2 separate regions of the Zea mays genome follow, and region 2 is linked to region 1. The links are chromatin contacts, called in public Hi-C maps. All regions are on one chromosome and are shown on one strand. Each heading gives the region's core, a stretch centred on a gene start, on an enhancer-like site or on the middle of the called end of the contact. The rest is flanking DNA. Distances are from core to core; before and after follow the strand shown.

Evidence for each region. A called contact is a pair of places that touch in the nucleus more often than the background predicts.
Region 2: a contact with region 1 is called in a Hi-C map of leaf, with 2.0 times the contacts expected there. The contact joins the promoter of LOC103651618 here to the promoter of LOC100502380 in region 1. A contact is called at or near these places in 1 of 25 Hi-C or Micro-C datasets (leaf) and 1 of 3 datasets of contacts at active chromatin or transcription factors (seedling).

Annotation. Positions count from the first base shown.
Region 1 is chr3:231,869,980-231,877,547 of Zm-B73-REFERENCE-NAM-5.0, forward strand. LOC100502380 (Amino acid dehydrogenase family protein) reads right to left here and starts at 2,795. Exons shown (of 15, transcript NM_001323926.1): 1 at 1,880-2,795; 2 at 1,084-1,210; 3 at 797-998; 4 at 498-584; 5 at 360-419; 6 at 153-239. The coding sequence starts at 2,477.
Region 2 is chr3:232,020,790-232,028,357 of Zm-B73-REFERENCE-NAM-5.0, forward strand. LOC103651618 (protein MICRORCHIDIA 6) reads left to right here and starts at 3,395. Exons shown (of 19, transcript XM_008677289.3): 1 at 3,395-4,041; 2 at 4,163-4,237; 3 at 4,873-4,907; 4 at 5,002-5,080; 5 at 5,175-5,264; 6 at 5,355-5,430; 7 at 5,962-6,040; 8 at 6,152-6,286; 9 at 6,803-6,901. The coding sequence starts at 3,705. It overlaps LOC111591148 (a long non-coding RNA gene), which reads right to left. Exons shown (of 2, transcript XR_002750336.2): 2 at 7,359-7,568.

The DNA.
Region 1 (7,568 bases), core at 1,545-4,044:
GAAATCTACAGACAAGAGAGAACTGCTGAACAAAGAAGTGGAAGCAGAAACTAAACAAATAGCCTCATAAGCCCCGCTCCCTACACTGAGGATGTATCCACGATTTCCCATAATCTAAATTCTGGATATGGACTTCAGAACCACCAGTCTACCTGAAAATGACCAGAAAGACGTCTATACTGCCCAAAAAGGTAACCCATTTCCCTTGGACCAACACCAATATCTTCAGCGGGAAAATCCTGGACCAAAAGATCAAAGTCTGAAATATTAATATAGACTAAGAACAGTCATTGCTTCACTTAACTAATATAGAAATAAAAAACTCCAATAACTGGGTATCAAGTTTAACTGGGAAGTACCTGATCAGGGCCCAAATATCTATACAGCTCATCCATGAAACTTTGGCAAAAGCGCATTATCTAACAGGATAAGATTTTGAGATTTACATGCAGCAAAAAACATTATTGTCCTGAGGAATCAAAATACGGTACACACACCTCATTATCACTTTTTCCCTTTGGATCAAAATCACTTCCTCCAGCAGCACCTCCAAGTTTATATAGTGACAAAGCATTCTTTAAAGTCTGTATGGAAGAAAGACAATGATGGGATAACATGTTAAAGTTCTGCCATAAAGCAATATAAACATAAAAAATGCATCCATTAAGCAAATCACACCCATGGCTAAGCAAAGGCTGCAAGTTATTAGCATCGCAAATACACTTGCATAGTTCACCTAGAGTGGTACTATGACAATGTCTTTCGTGTAAACAAGGAAAAACAAGTATAGTATTACATGTTCAAAGGCCAGAAACTTTGCCACACTTAAGCTCATGGATGGGTGAAACCGAAGACCACCCCTGCATGGACCTAACGCCTGACTGAATTGCACACGGAAACCTCTATTGACGTGTGCTTCACCTCTGTCATCAATCCATGGCACTCTGAAGATAAAGCATCTCTCAGGTTCCAACAAACGCTCCAAAATTTGAATATATCTGAAACATTATCAAATGAAACTATGTTACACTGAAGGTTTAGGCATATTCTTGATAAGGCATGAAGGGAGATTTGAAGAATTACTGGGCATTCTTCACCAAAACAGGTTCTAAGGAATGAACCACCTCCTGGATCGACTGTATATATTCAGCTTCATGGGGATCCCTCCTTAGGACACATTCAAGTATTGATGCTGCTGTTTTCGATAAAGCTGGAATGGACAATTACAAAACGCAGACTAAAAAAATGAGCAAGGTCATATATCATATAGTTGTTGGATCGTTGCAAGGGATATAAAATAATACAATCATTTTGGTTTGATAGAAAATGGAGCACACTGGGATAGAGGGCATAAAGAAAGTGAAAGCACAAATGATAACACCACATAAATAACAGCAACTTTAAGGCAAACTGGTTATTCCACTCCAAGCTGAAAACAAAACTGGAATATATAAATAACGATAATTTCAAGGTGAACTGGTAATTCCACTCCAAAAAGGAAATAAAACTGGAATATCTGCTTCATGCTATGTTCATTTTCTAGTAGAATATGAAGCAATTGCGAACTATGTACCAGCAGTACAGGATGAAGTAATAGATATGGTCATATTAGCATTTGTCTCTTCAATTGGACATTAGTTATAGCATTTACTTGTTATTGGACATGAATATGCTACACAGAACAGAATAAAACATGTGATATCTTGAAAACCATGTTATCTACTTCTCACAATGCAGCAATACACAATTAAAACTGAATGTTAATATATTTCCTGAAACAAATTTATTACACATTGACTGGTCCTTAAAACTGTCCCCATGTGAAATTTGAGTATAACTGTGGAAGCTGGGTCAACAAGCCGAAAACACCAACCTTTACCTTTGACATAGACCGGCCCCTCAATCTCGGGAGGCTGCAACTTCTCCTTGGAGGCCATCTGTAACCGGAGCGCCTCCTTATGCAACAAGCTATTGTTGTGCTCCTCAAGCGCACTCATCTGCATATTCCTGCTTCCCTCGTTACCATATGGATTCCGGCGGTGCTTCCGGCCGTACTCCTTGCACACCGAGCAGAAGATCCTGGTGGTGGTGTCGTGCACGGCGACGTAGGCCCACTTGTAGGTGTCCGCCCACTCCTCCCGCCATTTCTTGACCACCTTCTTCTTCTTCTTGGTGTGCCCCGACGGCGACCTGAGCATCCCGTCATGCTCTTCCCCCTGCGACAGGTGCTGCTGCGGCGCCAGCCCGTCCGCCGCGCCGGGCTGCGAACACGGGATGAGGAGGCTCTTGTGGTCGTCGGCGTGAACGACAGTGTCGTGCGTGGACGTAACGGCCACTAAGGAAGCTCCGGAAAAAGAGGGATCGTCGACAGGGCCGATCTCGAGGTCGATCTCCTCGCCGATGCCGCGCACCATGAGATGATGCTGATGCTGCCGCTGCGCCTGCCGCAGCAGGTTGATTTCATCCATCGAGTTCATGCGCGTGCTCGTTGCATCATGCGGAGACACGATACGAGCGCCAGGCGTAAACCAAGAGAATCCGGCTCCGGTTGCAGCGATCAGAATGGGGATTTTGGCGCTAGGGTTTGGAGAATTTGGCGTTTCCAGCTGACAGGATAAGGTTGGTGCAGAAGAAGGCTTCGATTAAGCGCGGCCGCGGGAAGGAGGATGCAGGGCATCCGTGAGCCGCGGCGGAGACTGCGGCCGGCGACAGCAAGCAGAAACAGCCGCGGCAACCGCTGCGCTGAGGCTAGTCCCGACAGAGTTTTCTTTCTATTATTACGGTACTCATTCATTTTGGCATAGATGTCAGTGCAATTAACTGGAGATATAGAAATTTCATGCGAGGTATTAGAGCTTTACGAGGATAAAACTCTATATACACGATTACCTAGTTTAAAACTAATATGTCAATATTAAAACAATGCATTTAAAGTCATAACTGAGAATGGCCTTAGACATGTCTAATAGTAATTAGACACTCTTTTTTATTTATTACGTTTTAGTTAAAAATTAACTAATATACAATAAATATTCGAGAGATAATATAAAATTAACTTCTATAAAATAGTACTTGTAGATGTAATCTTTTTATTTTTCTCCCTTTAAAATAACAACTTTGCTCTTGTTTATGTAACTTAGAATATCTCCAACATAAGTCCTAAATATTTAAAATATAGAACTCTAACCCAAAAAACATGCCCTCAACAAGGAGTTCTATTTCACAAAAATTCATCAAATAATTATAGGAATCAGGCTCTCGGTCCTGGGACCCTATATGCTGGAGCACTATTCTCGTTTTATACTATTTCTAACAATTAATTTCCCAAATAACATGTCCTATTTTTTAATAACATGAGTTGGTGCTGCAAATGTTTTTTTGACCCTAATACGTCAAATCATGTTCTACTTTAATTTTTGGAACTCAAATATAGAACTTCTATTCTATTGGAGATGATGTTAGCTTTATGCTCATTCTGTAGAATCCCCGTCTAAACAGATTATCTATATGATCATTCAAAATATTGTTTTTTATTGTAGACTGTACTGTTAGTAAAGTAGAGTTTGAAATACAAGATGAGATATGAAATAGAATGAAGCTATTGAAGTTAGTCTTATATACAAGTTTCGGCGATGAAGAGCGGATATGGTAATTATTTTTTACCACTTTTAATTCAAATATATGAATACATTATATGAAATATAAAAATATAAAAAAACAAAATAAATTTAAATAATGTTCTCTATAGTTCAAAGGGGCCAAGATATAGAATATATGCTTACAACTAATTTTTAGAAGAAAATAAGTTCGTCTATAAACTTGCGACCACCTCGTTTGTACAACTGGGTTCGTGAGGGCGACATGGTTTACACTTCGGTAATGATCCATCTTTTGTCGCTTCGTCTTGAAGTCAACGCTGGACCCTCCAGTGATCATGTGGATGACTCTGCGATACGGCTGATCGACGAAACCTTCTTGTTTTGGTGCTTGGGGTGATTTTGGTGGTGTGGATTTGGTTGATGTGGAGACGGATGCGGGGGTGGTACAACTTGTACCTCCTGATGGTGCTGATATGTGTGGTTGGGTGGATGTTGGGCGTGGCCGCCGTTGTATGGTTGTGGGTGGTGGTGGTGATATGTGTGCGCGACAACCCGCTGGTTGTCGGCTGGTTGCGCCCGAGACATCCTGTCACTGGTGGCCTTTGTTTCCGGGCAATCCCTTGTTGGGTGTGCGCAATCCTCGCCATGGAACATGCAGTAATATCTGCGCGGTTGCTGCGCCCGTCCCCGGCCCCGGCCTCGCGTGCCATTGCCGCGGCCCTGGGGGATATTCCTGACGGCAAGCGGCCTCGCCGGTGGGGTGCTGGTTGGCTATGTTGTGCACCTGCTGCTGACTGCGGCTGTCCCATCCGGAGTCTGACTGTGAAGGCCTTGTCCAGGTTCGGCTAGACTGCGGAGGGTCCTTGGGCTTTCTCTGAGACTCGATCTTGCGCTGATGGAGCTCTTCGGATCTAGCGTATTTCTCAAATAGCTGATAGAGCTCTTGGAGATTTTTGGGTGTGTCCCTGATGCAGTGATTGTATAGGATGCCAGCCCGAAGGCCACTGATGGCGTAGTGTATGGCAATGTGGTCGTCGACCGAAGGCAATTGTGACTTGAGAGTCAGGAACTTGCGGTAATACTCCCGTAGGGTTTCCTTCTCTTGCTGTTTGCAGAGTGATAGCTCGGCCAAAGCATCGGTGTCGGGTCGGTATCCTTGGAAGTTGAGCTAAAACTTGTCCCGGAGTCCTTTCCAGGAGTCGATGGACAATGGGGCAACCTGGTGTACCAGGTCAAGGCCGGACCCTCGAGGGCGATGATGAAAGACTTGGCCATTGTGGCGTCCTCCCCTCTGGATGATGCGACAGCGACTTGGTAGCTCATGATGTATTGTGTTGGGTCGGCGCTGCCGTTGTACTTGGGGTAGGTCCCTGCCCTGAAGTTGGCGGGCCACGGTGACACTTGGAGTTGCGGAGCCAGGGGGCTTCGCTCATCAAGGTAGTTCATGCATTGGAAATCAGCGGCGTGCGGGATGAAGGGCCCACGCTGGGGTATGAATGAGTCTCCGGCTGGCGCGCGCTGTTGGAGGGGTGTGTCGTGCTGCAGATCGTGCTGGCCTTCGTTCTGCATGAGAGCAATCTCTTGCTCGAGTTCCTGGCCTCTCTGTTCCTCGTCTCGTATCATCTGGCGCACCTTGGCTTGCACGGTGACACGTTGGCGCTTGGCCTCGAGGATGTCTTTCTTTTTTGGAGGTTGCGGTTCTTGATGCGTAGGGCCCGTAGTTGTAGTTGTTCTTCGGCTGAGACGCCAATGACTTCGTCGTCCTCTGTTGCGTCTTCGCCCTCTGGGGGAGCGAAGCCTGGGGGTGGTGCTTGTGGTTGTCCTCCGGAGCTGTAGGTGCGTAGAGTGCCTTCGGGAGTGGGTTGTTCGTGGCCTGTCTCTTGCTGAGAGCTTCGTCTTCGCAGGCTTCTTGGGGGGTGTTGTCTGCGAGGGCCTTGCCTTTTTTCTCGGCTAGCAGCGCTGCCTTCGCTGCTTCGTCGACGGATGGGGCTGCCTTTGAACTAGCTCGCTTGGGTGCCATCGTGTGTGGTTTGTTCGTAGCACGAACGACGGGCGCCAAATGTTGGAACTTGCTCTCCTGGGCAAGTAGATCCAACGGGGAAATGGAAAGAGTGCAAGCAAAGTTCGATGTGGGATGGCAATTGCTCTGTTAATCTGACCTCTCAAGGGCACTGTACAGGGGTATTTATAGGTACCTGAGTGTCTAACGTCCCAAGGCAAGGACGCTTATGCCCTCGGGTACCCGGACTATCCCCAGAATATTCCCATAAAGGGAGGTTACAGACCGTCATTACAGAAAAGCTATTACAAATGAGGCCCGTAACATGCTTGTCCACACGGGGCCCGTTACAGTAGGCCGATTTCCACGTGGGCCTATGGACTAGATGAGGACGCGGGACTAGCAGACTTCGTCGGAGTCTGGCCTTCGTCTTGCGATGGAGAAGACGAAGGGCTACTGCGCCGAACATCTCGCCTTCGTTGGTGTAGCAAGGCGACGAAGGCTTCACGCGAAGGGTAGCGTCTTCGCCTTCGCCCCAACATCTGCCCTCCGAGGGACCAGTTTGACTGAGTCATCTGGTGCCGAAGACGTCGCTAGATGGTGGAAGGATGCCCATGTTTCGCTGTGCTTTGATGAATAAAGGTTAAGGCATTATGTCTTTTTGAAGTGTAATATGTTAATATAATCTTTATTTACGCTTTCATGCATTGTTCCTATGATATATTACACTTGTGACATTAACATATGCGTGGAAATAGATCATGCCACACATATGCTATGCATTTCGTTTTGTCTTAAAAACGGGTGTGACAATTGGCCCCGACCTCTGCTACCCTAGGACCAGGGCGGATATTGGGCCCGGGCCACCCGGGGCTAGAGATCGCAATGGGTACCCGATACCCGATGGGTATTTACTTCAATAGGGTATGTATATGAACTAAATATTCTACTCATGGGTATTTTATTGGGCAAAAACCTTCACCTAATGGGTAAAGGGGTAATGGAACGTTCTGCCATCACTCATGCCCGTTAACCCGCGGGTATAAAATACCCAGTATAATCTTTATCCAAACATGAATTTGGGTTGTTGCCTACTTGCCTGTTGGGTACTTGGGCCAGCAGCTAGCCCAATAGTCCAAAACAAATGATACCCTAAGGCCCATATATTATTTTTACTATCTAGTTTCTACCGTAGCGTACCACACATCATATCAGGCTAGCGGCCGCCGCTCACGAGCACGACACACGACTTCACGGTTTGCAGATTCACAGGTGTCCATTGACAACTGCAACAAGCTAGACTTCCACCGTTTCTGTGCTAGCGTGTTTGTGCTATATGTGGTACTATACTAGTGTTGTTACTTTATCCAATTATCTATGGTGTTGTTGAATGGATGTTTGAATTATGCTTGATTTTTACAATGATATTTAGATGGATACATTTGATGATGCTTGAATCTTTATGGGTATGGGTGACCCGTACCCACATGGGCATGGGTATGGGGTAAACCTATACCCACAAGTAGATATAGGTAATCCGACGGGGTTATTTTTTGTCGTGGGTATGAGTATGGGATAGAGATATCCAATGGGTATTTACTCATTGCCATCTTTACCTGGGTCGTGGTCTGGGTCGTAGCCCAAATGTTTTTTATAGGTATATATTTTTGGCCCAAAAGAAACTCTAATGGGCCTAGTTCACTCACGCTAAAGGCATGCTCACCACCCTGCCTTCAATCTCGGCGCCGAACATCCACGCCTTCGACTCCGAAGCTGCGTTGCGCCTCCACAGAGCGTGGAGGACGGGGCGCACGGCTGCAGCGCGCCCTTGTCGTTCATCGTTTGGCGCAAGCGCCCGTCGGTCCGGCCTCCTCACCATCCGGTTTCCGTGCCCAACCGTTTGGCCTCCTCGTCGTTTGGCATCCGACTGCTCTCAGGCCAAGGCGTTAGGCCGCCCGCCAAGGCCGCTG
Region 2 (7,568 bases), core at 2,145-4,644, 150 kb after region 1:
CCCGAGTCCGAGCCCTAGGGTCGAGCGAAGCAGAGTTCGTCGTCTTCCGGGGCTGAGCCCGAGTCCGAGCCCTAGGGTCGGGCGAAGTGGAGTCCGTCGTCTTCCGGGGCTGAGCCCGAGTCCGAGCCCTGGGGTCGGGTGAAGCAGAGTCCGTCGTCTTCCGGGGCTGAGCCCGAGTCCAAGCCCTGGGGTCGGGCAAAGCGGAGTTTCCTATGACGCCTGAGGCCGGACTTGGCTGCTGTCAGCCTCACTCTGTGAGTGGCTCAGCAGTCGGAGCGGCGCAGGCGGCGCTGTTGTCAGACCGGTCAGTGGAGCGGTGAAGTGACTGCGGTCACTTTGGCTCTGTCAACTGGAGGGCGTGCGTCAGGATAAAGGTGTCAGGCCACCTTTGCATTAAATGCCCCAGCGATTTGGTCGGTTGGCGTGGCGATTTGGCCAAGGTTGCTTCTTGGTGAAGACTGGGCCTCGGGCGAGCCAAAGGTGTATCCATCGCTGGAGGGGGTCCTCGGGCGAGACGTAGATCCTCCGGGGTCGACTGCCCTTGCCCGAGGCTGGGCTCGTGCGAGGCGTGATCGCGTCCCTCGAATGGATCGATCCTTGACTTAATCGCACCCATCAGGCCTTTACAACTTTGTGCTGATGGGGGTTACCAGCTGAGATTTAGGAACCTTGAGGGTACCCCTAATTATGGTCCCCAACATCGATGCTATAGTCCTGCAAAGAACAAATGAAATTGCATCTATCAAGGTAGTTGATCTGCTATTGGACTCATAATGTGAGAAACAAAAAAATGAGCATGACCTGCTTTTGTACACCGAGAGAAAACTGCAGTTTGGCCTATTTTAAAAATCATGTGAAAATACAAATCCGACTCTGATTGCCATGAAACCAGAATCACATCTTCCCACGACTCGATTGTTACCCATTTCCAAAATGAAGGCATCATACCCTACTGCTCGAAAAAAGGTCATAAAAAATAAACATATAAAGGCAGGCACTGGAAAATATTGAAAAGAAAGTGGGTTTGTTTGTCTTGCTAGGACCAGATCCTGACAAATCCCTCATCCTCTAAAGACGCAATCCTCAAGCTACGTTATTTCAAGTGTACTCTGCTGAATCAATTCTTGTGGAAGAGAGCAAGCATCATATCAGAACTGGTGACAGTCCTCCAGAAATAGAGGACACTACCGGTATGGCAGGATCGTGAATTCGGCAAGTGCAACAGCTCCAACAAATTGCAGATACAGTCCAAACCGAGTTAAATGGGGTAAAAAATTCTGGCCGCATCAAATCGAGCGAACAATTAGTTCTCCCGGTGGAGGAGCCTAAACAAATCCGAGCTCCCAATCTACAGCAAACAACTTGTCACTACTTAAAAAATTAATAAAAAGAAGTCATCTCAGCTCAGCAGCAGTAGAAACTGAAGCGAATCGAACCATGAATTCGACTCCAAGGCGCTTCACCTGTTCGCTCCACCGGCGAATCTGCACTTCTGCAGCTACCGCACAATGCTGTGACGGGATCGGGCCAGCGCCAATTGTCCTCCTAACAAATTTACCTCCCACGGTCGCACCCAACAGCTGAGCAAAAATTAAAAAGAAAGTGGGTTTGTTTGTCTTGCTAGGTCCAGATCCTGACAAATCCCTCATCCTCTAAAGACGCAATCCTCAAGCTACGTTATTTCAAGTGTACTCTGCTGAATCAATTCTTGTGGAAGAGGGAAAGCATCATATCAAAACTGGTGACAGTCCTCTAGAAACAGAGGACACTACCGATATGGCAGGATCGCGAATTCGGCAAGTGCAATAGCTCCAACAAATTGAAGATACAGTCCGCACCGAGTTAAATGGGGTAAAAATTCTGGCCGCATCAAATCAAGCGCACAATTAGTTCTCCCGGTGGAGGAGCCTAAACAAATCCGAGCTCCCAATCTATAGCAAACAACTTGTCACTACTTAAAAAATTAATAAAAAGAAGTCATCTCAGCTCAGCAGCAGTAGAAACTGAAGCGAATCGAACCATGATTTCGACTCCAAGGCGCTTCACCTGTTCGCTCCACCGGCGAATCTGCACTTCTGCAGCTACCGCACGATGCTGTGATGGGATCGAGCCAACGCAAATTGTCCTCCTAACAAATTTACCTCCCACGGTCGCACCCAACAACCGAGCAAAGAGGCACGCGTGGCAGCATACCACCGAACACCTGGCGGGAGTGCACTCGACCCGTCTATGCAGTCACACGGGACAATGGCGCACGCAAGGAGAGACATGGAAGGCAAGCAAAAGGACATGAGGAAGAGCAGGCGACGTGACGTGAGGGGGATGGAGGCAGGAGGCGTACCACGACGACGAAGAAGGTCTTGTCCCTGATCTCGGAGAGCACCGTCATGGCTAGCGACTTGCTGAACCCCTGGACGCATCCATGCAGAAACACGAGCAACAAGCCAAGCCACCTCCTCTGCTTAACTAACACACCTGAATGAAAGAAGAGGAAGTGAGAGGGAGGAAAGGTGACCCCGAGCAAAGACGACGCCGTTTTGGAGGAGGGCGGCGGGGCGCGGCGATTCCGATCTCGCAGGTCGCGGGATAGAGGTAGAGCAGCTGAGGCGAGGCGCTGCGGGCGTGGGGATCTGATTTGCAGGGAGGATCTGGGGGATGGGGATCGGTGGAGCGGGCGGGGGGAACAGTGGTTTGTGCGTGCACGGAGGGGGCCGAGCGAGGGCATGGCTGAGCGAGCGAGGATCGGGTGCTGGCGCGTGCTCGTTGGCGGAGGGGGAGGCAAATCCGCCATGCGCGGGCATGCGACTGGCTGTGCGCGGAGGGGGCCAAGCGGGATGGAGGCAAAATCCGCTGCACCCGCCATCCATGGCAGCATTTGCGGGGGCAGGGGCCTGCGGATTGTGGAGATCGCGCCCTTCCATCGACGATGGAGGCTGGCGGGCGATGTGGGAGAGGGGGTGGGGTCATGGTGTAGCCCCTGGTGGACGCCTGGGGAGGCACGATTTCTCCGTAAACCATGGATGGTAGTCTTCTAGGAGAGCGTGGAGAAGGATGGAGGTTGGTGCTTCGCCAATGATGGAAACCTTGCCCGAAGCCTTGATTGAAGGTTAGGCCGCATGGATTGCGCGAGCGAGGCCGATATGGTGGGGAGCGGGAATTGCGCATGGATTGCGCCGTTGAAGGAAGGTCGGGGGATGCGGGGCGGGGTGCGGCCGCGAGCGGGATGCGGGGCGGGGTGTGCCAGCGGTAGAACGTGCACCATCCGAGGAGTGTGGACGCCTGTATTATACACATAAGTAGTAGTAGAGATAGGAGAGAGAAAAAGAGATTGAGCGAAACAACCTTGCATCACCGTTTTGAGGAAATGACACAGGCCTTTTTCCTTTTTCAGTCTAGTCGCGAACGAGCGTGCCGCGCCGCGTGCACTCTCACACACACACAGAGAGAGAGAGAGAGAGAGAGAGAGAGAGAGAGAGAGAGAGAGAGAGAGAGAGAGAGAGAGAGAGAGAGAGAGAGAGAGAGAGAGAGAGAGAGAGAGAGCGCAACGCGAAAAGCCGAAAACCCAAATCGAGTTTCCTGCCGGCCTGTCCAATTTCTGTCTAACTCCCAGTCCCAGACCCAGACCCAGAGAAGATCAGAAGAAGGGGGAAGACAGCTCGTGCTTCGACAGGCGTCAGCCCTAGCGCAGCTTCCCGGCGACGGCGATGAGCCTGGGAGCTGAGGTGATCGAGCTCTCCAGCGACGAAGACGAGGAGCCTGTGCCCAGCACTACCGCTCTCATCCACCACGCCCCCTCCTCCCCTCCCGACGTCAAGCCGCACCTGCTCGCCGACGTCGATGTGAAGCCGCTGCTTCTTCTCCCGCCGCCGCTCCACCCCCCGGGCTACGGCGCGCTCGTGCCCGTGAAGACCGAGGAGCCCGTGCCCGTGGCCACCGTCTCGTCACCGCCCAGGGCGCTCCCGCCGCCGCGCCTCTGCCGCCAGTTCTGGAAGTCCGGCGACTACGTCGTCGCGCGCCGCAACCCCGATGTGGCCGGCCCCGGTAGGCTATCGGTCGGAGGAATCTCGGCCCCAATTTCTGCTGCCTCTTCGCTTTCCTTTGATACTTCCGGTGGGGATGGTGATCAAGCTGAGTGAGATTTGCGATTTGGTGGTGCGTGCAGGTGGGCGGAACCGGTTGCGGATAAACCCCAAGTTTCTGCACTCCAATGCGACTTCCCACAAGTGGGCTTTTGGCGGTATGGGACGATCCCCTCATTGTCTCGGGTGTATAATTGGCTATACTACGCAAAACAACTGTTTTTTAGGAATTGTTTTGGCTTCATTAGCATGAATAAGATAATCTACGTATTTGTTCCCCTGTACTGCTAACTCTGTCTCTTTTAAACGATGCGAACTTGTAGTTTGGATTGTTATATGTTCCCTTAAGAAAATTGAACTATCACTTCTGAATGAAATGAAGCACTCACTTCAGTGACACAAAGGACATTAAATATTCTTCAACAATGCTAGATGACTAATAGAATAGAATTTTGTATTTGTCATATAAACACCTATTTGTTTTTACAATGGTTATGCTTGAAAATTAGGCACCCTTTTAAAGTTCGGGACTGGTTCCACAAGCCTGTACCAAATGATGCACTCCTTTCTCATCATTCATAAGTAGAGAGTTAAACCATTGTACGCCTATGAAAAAACATTAGCATTTTCACAATCTCGCTTGTTGTCTTGGTTTTTGCAACTTTCCAACTGTATCATTTTTTTGGACAAATCAACCATATATGGCATCCTAGTTCGAAACCTGTTGCATGCTTTTATATTGTACTTGTGCACACCAATTTGTTCAATGTTGTTTTCCCTCAATTTCTTGCAGCCATTGCCGAGCTCCTTGACAATGCAATCGATGAGGTAATCATTAAGGTTTTTTTCGACATGTACAGAAAGAAACTAAGACATAACATGAAGCTAAGTATGGTTGTTTCTGTGACATATTTTCTCTCAGGTGAACAATGGGGCAACATTTGTCCGTGTTAATAAATTTAAAAACCCACGAGATGGGAACCCCTCATTGTTGGTTCAAGGTTGCTGTTTTTAAGGCTATGTTAATCTGTTTGTTTTCATATGAACTGTTATCTGGATTGTAACTTTGTTGTGTTTTACTTTTACATTAATAAGATGATGGAGGGGGGATGGATCCTGAGGCACTGAGACGTTGCATGAGCTTCGGATTTTCAGATAAACAGTCTGATGCTTTCATTGGGCAATGTATGGTCTTGGGTATCCTTCCTTGTAGTTTCTTGTGAATCAGTTGTCTTGAGCCCCTGACCGTTGAATTTATATTGTTTCTTGGATCAGATGGCAATGGTTTCAAGACTAGTACGATGCGGCTTGGAGCAGATGTGATTGTTTTTACACAAAACCAAAATAACTGGTACTTAACCTTTGCATTCATCCTTGGTACTTTTATTTTTTGACATTGAACTACAAACAAGCATCCTGTGATGCTACCTTTATCTTTGCTAATATAAGGGGCTCTTGGTAAACTTGACTAACATATTTCCTTTTTCAATAGTACATACTATAAAGTTCTAAGGAATAAAAGTGAAACAAGTAGAGATGTTGATTGATAGCAGTTTGAAGCAAGCATATGTGCTTTTGAAATGCTTCCTTTTTCTCGTTCCTATTTGAGTAGAAATGATTCAATTATAACCCTGATTCTTGTGAAATGACGGTGTACATTGTTTTTCAGTTTTGTGTACAGGGAAACAGGCATCACTAGAAACTAAAATGATAGCAATGTGTTCCATATGTCATTTAGTGCATGTTGCTCTACTACATTCCTGTTGATCTGTTATGTCATTTAAAATTGGATGAAATTGCTTGATTCCTCTTTAGCTCTACTAAAATGTCTCTCCACCTAACCCATGTGTCTACTGAAGTAAAAGATTTTTGTTTCCTGTAGGGTGCCAACTAGAAGTATCGGCCTTCTTTCTTACACATTTTTGATGGAAACAGGTTGCGATGATGTGCTGGTGCCAACGGTGAGTTTGACACTTCCTTTTCTGTCTGACTGTTATTGTCATTTGAGCTATTTTCTAGTTCACCTATCATCTTCTGAGTTTTGATCTTGTGTTTGTCTTGCTGTCTTGCAGGTAGACTATCAGTATGATCTAACAACAACTTCATATGTTCAGATGTTGCGTCATGATCAGAAGCTCTTCTCTTCTAATTTGGCAATCCTTCTCAAATGGTCCCCTTTTTCTACTGAAGCTGAGTTGCTTAAACAAGTACGGAATAGATATGTATTTATCTTTGAGATATTTTTTTGCTAACTTTTGAATAATTCTGATAATCTTGGAAAAAATGAGGTAGAGATAAGTTAAGGAAAACTGGGAGATGTGAAGAATTAACCAGTAGCCCTAAGTAAGGAGATGGTTTAAAAATATTATGGTACCCGAATAATTTGCCATTTGTCAAAGTTTTACTTGAATAATTGGTAGCATTCTGGGAATGTGTTAAGACCACATACATAATGCTTGATACATATTAGTAATTGTTAACTGAAAACATTTTAATTTTAAGTTTGCAAAAATTATGTTATTATCTGCTTTTGGCAAATATTAATGGATGCATTAATATGTTCTTTCTTTCTAATTTACCCAAGAAATTTTCCTAGTTCATATAATTTGTTAGGAGACGATTTCCTCATAGAGTATGTGCCCTCTATAAGTGGGTGTATACTGTTCAGGGTCAATTTACCATCATAGTTAGGAACTTAATATTCATCTTCATTTCTGATTCAGTTTGATGATATGGGAGATCATGGAACAAAGATAATTGTATTCAACCTCTGGTTCAATGATGATGGGGATATGGAGCTTGATTTCAACTCTGACAAAAAGGTTAGTAATGTTGTCCTCTGATATCCTTGGATAAAAGCGCATGGAATAAGCTATCCACATGCCTGAACCATAACAAGGATTTAGAGCTCCTAATGATATTACTATTGTTGATGCCTTTTTATAAGTTTTCTTCTTTCTTTTTTTTTCTTATCGGTGGAACAATATTTGGTTTCATTCGATCATTTCTAGCCTGCCTCAACTTGCGTAGGATTAAAAGGCTTTGCTGTTATGCTGGCCTCTAATAGAGCTATAGTGGTTGCGGCGAGATGAATTTTTTGCTTGTCTTCTCCATAGCTGTTCAAATATATCATTTGATCGTTTCTTCCAATTTTTTGTTCACCTTTTTTTTGCTCGAACACGCAGGAGAACCGAGTATCTTTGTGTTAATAGAGAGTGAAATAGAAAAGACTCACCTTTTCTTGCTCAGGAGAACAGAGTGGGTTACAAATGAGTTTTATTCTCGAACACGCAGGAGATCTGCGTATCATTCCATTAATAGATAGAAGAAGGTACAACACAACACACACGACACACACATGACACAACAAGACACAAGACGCAACACAGCAACCGCACACAACCACTCTGAACAAGCCACTAGACTATCCCCCTGGGTCAAGCATAAACATAAGAGTTGAAAGCAGGTTCAACCCTTTCGCCCCGGCAC